Regions from separate parts of the Ovis aries genome. Here region 1 is linked to region 2. The links are chromatin contacts, called in public Hi-C maps. All regions are on one chromosome and are shown on one strand. The core of a region is the stretch at or near the end of the contact, and the rest is flanking DNA. Distances in the headings are between cores, read along the strand shown.

Evidence for each region. A called contact is a pair of places that touch in the nucleus more often than the background predicts.
Region 1: a contact with region 2 is called in a Hi-C map of mixed tissues, with 5 times the contacts expected there. The contact joins the promoter of ANAPC7 here to the enhancer-like site in region 2. A contact is called at or near these places in 8 of 16 Hi-C or Micro-C datasets (blood, hypothalamus, liver and 3 more).

What each region holds. Positions count from the first base shown.
Region 1 is chr17:54,338,822-54,341,991 of ARS-UI_Ramb_v3.0, reverse strand. ANAPC7 (anaphase promoting complex subunit 7) reads left to right here and starts at 1,502. Exons shown (of 14, transcript XR_009597020.1): 1 at 1,502-1,675.
Region 2 is chr17:54,086,672-54,089,675 of ARS-UI_Ramb_v3.0, reverse strand. No RefSeq gene overlaps it. Among named protein-coding and RNA genes, the nearest start is that of IFT81, 13 kb to the left of the region's middle. Within about 2 kb of position 1,600, at least 23 of the 54 cell types and tissues checked have an H3K27ac peak or open chromatin away from gene starts, as enhancers often do. A contact at or near this core is called in muscle and tail adipose tissue, where this site is marked.

The sequences.
Region 1 (3,170 bases), core at 253-2,752, 250 kb before region 2:
ATTCTGAAGCTAATGATTACCATATTAAGAAAGCTTCAGATTTCTTTGCAGTTCTTTGTTTGTTTTTATTTTATATTGGTGTGTAGCCAGTTGCTCTCACCTTCTGAGGTAGCCCCCACACTTTGTGGAATGTTTTTCTCTGAATAAATCCACTTCTTGCCTATCACTTTGTCTCACACTGAATTCTACCATGAGACATCAAGAACCTGAGCTTCATTAAGTCCTGAGACCAGAATTAAGACCCAACAAATGGAAGATGTCAGTGTTCTTCATAGCAAAAAACCACCTGAGGCCAGGAACCAAAGACGCTCATTAAGATTAGGTGAGACCAGATTAAAGGAGTACACATTCTGTTCTTATCAGCAGTCCTACATTTGAATAGTTATAAAATTCCTCATCAAATCCACAGTTTTTCCAGACAGGAACCCATTGTGTCCCCCTTTGCCTGGCAAAGCAATAAAGCAATGTTTTTCTCCTTCAACCCCACTCCCAACTATTTTCACTGTTTCTTTTCTGACCATTATTGTTGGTCATCTTATTTCAGGGCTATTACTGAGAATACAATAGGAGTGGTCAAGAGACTGAGAAAAGCCACAGACTAGAAAATATTTTCTGATAAAATCTGATAAAGAGGTGCTATCCAAAATACACAAAGAACCCTTCAAACTGAACAATAAGACCAGGAACACCCTGGGAATTCCCTGGAGGTCCAATGATTAGGAGTCCCTATTCTCATTGATGAAGGCCCAGTCTCAATCACTGGTCAGGAAACTAAAATCCCACAAGTTTCTTGGGGCAGCAAAAAGAAAAAAGACTAAAACCAGACAAAAGATCTATATAGATACTTCACCAAAGAAGCATATGAGAACATGCTCAGTTTCACAAATCACTAGAGAATGGCAAATTAAAATCACAATAAGATAACACTGCACTCATAGGCTAAAACTCAACCTGCTGTTGATTCACTCTGAGCTAACGACTAATTTCACAGGGTCAAAAAACGCCCTTTGGTCCCCAAAGAGCGAAGCCTGACTCCCGCAGGTACTACAGACACAACACCTGAGAGGAGGGGGCGTGGCTCTTAGAGCTCGGGCGAGACCGTTAAAGCAGTTAGGACTGCCCCTGGCGCCTGATTAAGATATTTAATTCCAACTGTTGGAGATTTTCCCTCCGCACCCTACTAGAATATTAGTTTTTATTTATGATAAATGTTAATACATTTTAATTAATTTTAAGTCTAATTTCAGTTGATCCTGAAGTGCCTTTTGTCCCCAGCCAGCTGTAAGCCTTCAGGAAAGGTTACAACTTAAAATGATGTAACTTTTGCTAAAAACAAACCAAAAAATCCCAAACTAAATTGTACCACCTCACAGGGAACTTGGCACGGAAGGAACGGAGGTTTTTTTGTCGTTGTTGTTCCTCAGGCATTTAAGTAGTTGCCTATTACTCTGGGGGCGGGGCCGCGTGTAGACCCGATGGACCCGGGTGAGGCCGCCATTTTGGACTCTTCCCCAAGGAGCTTCAGCCGGCTTTTCGCGCTGCCGCCGCCGCTATCTGCGGCCTTTCTGGGCAGAATGAATGTGATAGACCATGTGCGAGACATGGCGGCCGCGGGGCTGCATTCCAACGTGCGGCTCCTCAGCAGCTTGTTACTTACAATGAGTAATAACAACCCGTGAGTTGAGGCGGGGAGCGGCCTGGGTCTCTGGAGAAAGTGGCGCCGGTTTGGGAGCGGGGACTGTGGGGGCCTGGGCATTGGCGGGAAGGAGCGGATGCGGGCTCCCGGCTGAGGTTCCGAGGTCAGCAAGGGCCTTGTCGGGCGCAGCAGGCTTAGGAACGCAAGTTGAGTTCGCCGGGTCCCCGCGTTGTGCAGGGCGCTGGGACGCGCTCCCTGCGGGAGATGCGGCGAGCGGCTGCTTGGAGAAATGAAGGCCGAGGCTCTGAGAATGACCCTGGCTAAGATTTCCAGGAAGTTGGAAGCAGAGGGTTCGCTAAGGCACTGTCGCCGGTCAGAGCGACAGTCACATCTCTGGGCTGACTCCTCTCTTCCCGAAGAACGTTTTCTCTCGCCCAGGCTCAAAGAAGCCTTGTCCTGGCCCCTGATTAAAATACTTCGTTTTTAGTTTTAGATCCTCGTCCCACGTCTGAGGTTGATTTTTCTTTTCCCCTTGAGTGTATCAGTAGCATTTGCTTTCTCGTTCGCGCAAACACCTGAAGACGGGAGACTTCCTGGGTGGGTGGGAGTGGCGCGTTTTTAAGGACCCGCAGTGACCCTTTGACGTTTTCAGATAGTCCATAGGATTGCAAAGAGTCCGACACGAGTAAAGTGACTTAGCACACATTGCGGATGAAGCGGTGGGTTATTTCTAGCCTTGACTGCTTGCCCCTTTGCTTAAATTTTTCATTGTGTTTAAATGAAAATTTCTTCCCACGGCCTATGAAGGCAAAGAGCTCTCTCCGACTCAGTCTTACCTACTCTGCTCTCTGTATTCGCTTCCCTGGTTATGCTCTTCTGTTACTTGAACACCCCAAGGTCTTTCTCAGCTCAGGGCTTTTGCGTTTACCATTCTGCTTGGAGTCCAACTCAGAGCTCCCTCCTTTAGGTTTCAACTCAGATATCCTTCCTAGAGAACTCTTGTCTGGCCGTCAGAATTGTTCCTGGCCCTCAGCATTCTATCTCTTTACCCTGTTGTATATTATACATCACTTTTTGTTTGTTTGTTTGAGATATCTTTGACTTGTTAGTTTCAGATGTGCAATATGATGATTTGTTATTTGTATATACTGTGAAATGATCACCATAGTAAGTCTAGCTAACATCTAACAACCCCACATAGTTACAGAAAAATATTTTTCTTGTGATGGGAACTTTTCTATATTCTTTTTTCTGTATTCTTCTTCTTAACACCTAATGAAGTCTGTAGTGTGCCTGTTGATGTGCAAAGAAAGTGCCTGCAACCTCACAAAGTTGAAACATGGTGTTCAAGTTGACACATTTAGTAAGTGGAGAAGCCACAATGTCTGGGTTTTGGTCCTTCTGACTCTAAAGTCTCATTCTGACCCTCCATAGTCTACTGTGTCAAGTGGCATTACAATCTACTCAGTGTGGACCGGTTTGCATTTGCTCTGGAAGCTGTCTGGGCCACTTAACTGTGTTGCAGCTGTTTTTC
Region 2 (3,004 bases), core at 351-2,850:
ATTCAGTGGTCTAACCTGGGCTTCTTTACATGGCAGCTGTATAGTAGGGGAATAAAAGTGAAAGCCACCAGGCCTCTTAAAGCTGAGGCCCAGAACAAGCACAGTGTCATTTCCATCACATTCTATTGGTCAAAGGAAGTCACATGACCCTATTAGGTGCAGAGTCCTGACCACTGGACTACCAGGGAATTCTCTAGACTCCACCTCTTGACTCAGGAGTGGCATGTGCATACCAGGAATGATGTTCGCCAGATTCCTGGTAGACATCTTCACAGACAATCTACCACAGTTTATGTGAAAGTTTTATTTCAGCGTAGTAAACGTACATGTGTGTTCACTGAGTCACAGAATAAACATATTTCTTACTGTGAGTCACAGTCAAAAGGTTTTAAAAAACACACTCTGGGACTTCCCTGGTGGTCCAGTGGTTAAGAATCCGCCTTCCAGTGCAGGCAACTTGGGTTTGATCCCTGGCCAGGGAACTAAGATCCCTCATGCCACGGGGCAACGAGGCCTGCATACTGCAACTACTGAGCCCACCTACTCTGGAACACATGCCCCACAACTAGAGAGAAGCCCTCATGCCACAACTAAGATCTGACACAGCCAAGTAAATAAATATATATATTTTAAAACTCCACATTCTTCCACATTCATTTTTTTAATATCTTCTATAGCACTTTATACTCTCAGAATTTAATTTACTTTACTACACATCTCTCCCATTAGAATATAAGTTCTCTGAGGGCAGGGACCTTGTCTGTCTTGTTCACCATTATATCCCCAGTACCTATCAAGGCCTGGGTCTAGACAGGTGCTTAAGAAGCATCTGTTGTTGAATAATAATAAGTTATCATTTACTGGGTGCTGAGCATTTAAAAGAACTATGTCACTTAATTTGTTTAATACACTTGAGCTCCTACTGTATGCTGGTGAAACAACAGTGAACAGGATAATAATTGCTGCCACATGAAGTTTACATTACACTATGACGCTAGAATACTATCGAGTAGATTTGTTGATATTGTTTTGACAGATAAGGAAACTGAGAGTCAGAGAAGTCAGTCAGTTTACCCAAGGTCACACAGCTAATAATTTCACCCTGACACCTGGCTCTTCTCCACTCAGCCACAGATGTTGGGTTTTGCCCAGAGATGGCCCTACGTGGTTACAGATCTCAATTCCTGCAATTGCTTCTCTGAAGGATTAGACTTCTTTCCCGGAATCAGGCGCAGGGCAGTGGGAAGAGGCAAGTCCCATGACCTCAGAGTCCCTGCCTACCCCACTCCCTGCCCTCCCCATTCTGTGACGATGTCTCACACCTGGGGTGTTGCAGATTTGAGCCGCAGGTCTCAGTCACCCCCCACTGTCTTATCAGCATGTGACATCCCCAAGTGGCTGGGGACTGCAGGCCTGGCAAAGAATGCATCCCGAACAAAAATAAACCTGCCACATTCCTTGGCAGCCCCCTGCCCCTTCCCGCTCTCCAGCCATCCATCCTCACTGCAGAGCTTGCCAGGGAAGGCCGAGAGAGAGCAGGGTGGAGGAAGTGCTGCGGCAGCCCAACCCTGAGAAAGAGAGGGCGAGGGGAAGAGAGGAAGAGAAAGAAATAGAGAGATCACCTTATATGGGAACGTGCGCAGACAATGTGTGGCAATGGCTTAGAGGGCAGCAGAGGTCAGATACCAGACAGATGGAAGAAATTAAACATGGGACAGAGCGTGTTCCTGAGCCCTGAAAACAGCTCTTGTTTCACAGCGAGTTCGCACAAAACCTGGCCCGTTTTCCTTTTTTGCCTAAGCCAAGCAAGATGTGCGTCCTAAACTCTACATGACTTTGAGTCAGGCCCGTGACTCTGGCTGGCTGTGGTCTCAGTCCTCTCAAGTAATTTCTTTGACGAACAGAAATTCCTCTTTGGGAAAAAAAAAAAAAAAAAGACAGGGCTTGGTTCCCAAGAGTTTCCAATATCACTCCAAAACACATAAATTAGCAGTTAATGAGTAAATACCCCTTCATTTCTCATGCATTCATTCATTCACTCATTCAACAAATACTGAGGACCAGTTATGCCCCATGCATTGAGCCAGGGTCTGAAAAGACAGTGTTGATGATGATGATAATTGTAAAAATAATAACATCAATAATAATAACAGTTACCATTTATTGATCTGCACTCATCTGATAAGCATTTTAATTCATAATAATTTACTTAGTACCTTCCATGTTCTAGTCATTAGTGATACCAAATGTTGATCTTAAATCATCCAGTCCCTGCCATTGTGGAGTTTACAAGGGAGTGGGGGAACAGAAATGACAGATATTGAACATATGATCCCACTGGATCCTTACAACAGCTTTTAGAATTAGCTACCATTACCATCTCCATTGTATACAGGGTTTTCAGCCTCAGAGCTATGGACATTTTGGGTTGGATTATTCTTTGCTGTGTGTGTGTTGGGGAGACTGCTCTGCACACTGTAGGATACTTACCAACATCCCTGGCCTCTACCCAGGGTTTTCCAGGTAGCGCTAGTGGTAAAGAACCTGCCTGCCAGTGTAGGAGATGTAGGAGACACTGGTCAGGAGGATTCCCCTGGAGGTGGGCATAGCAACCCAATGTAGTATTCTAGCCTGGAGAATCCTATGGATGGAGGAGCTGACAGGCTGCAGTCCATGGGGTCGCACAGAGTTGGACACAACTGAAGCGACTTAGCATGGCCTCTACCCAATAGACGTCATTATCAATACTCACCCACCTCCAGTTCCTCCAGTTCTAACAACCAAAAAGCACCTCTAGACATTGTCAGATATTCCTGGAGGACAAATGACTTCTGGTTGAGAATCACTTTTTTTTTTTTTTTTTTGAGAATCACTTTTTTCAACAAATGAGGAAATAGAGACTCAGCGTGGGTTATAAAACTTCCTTAAAGTCATACCACTGGAGAGTAGGGCTTACACCCTGATCATTCTGATTCCAAAGCCCATGGGCCTAAACATTACAGTG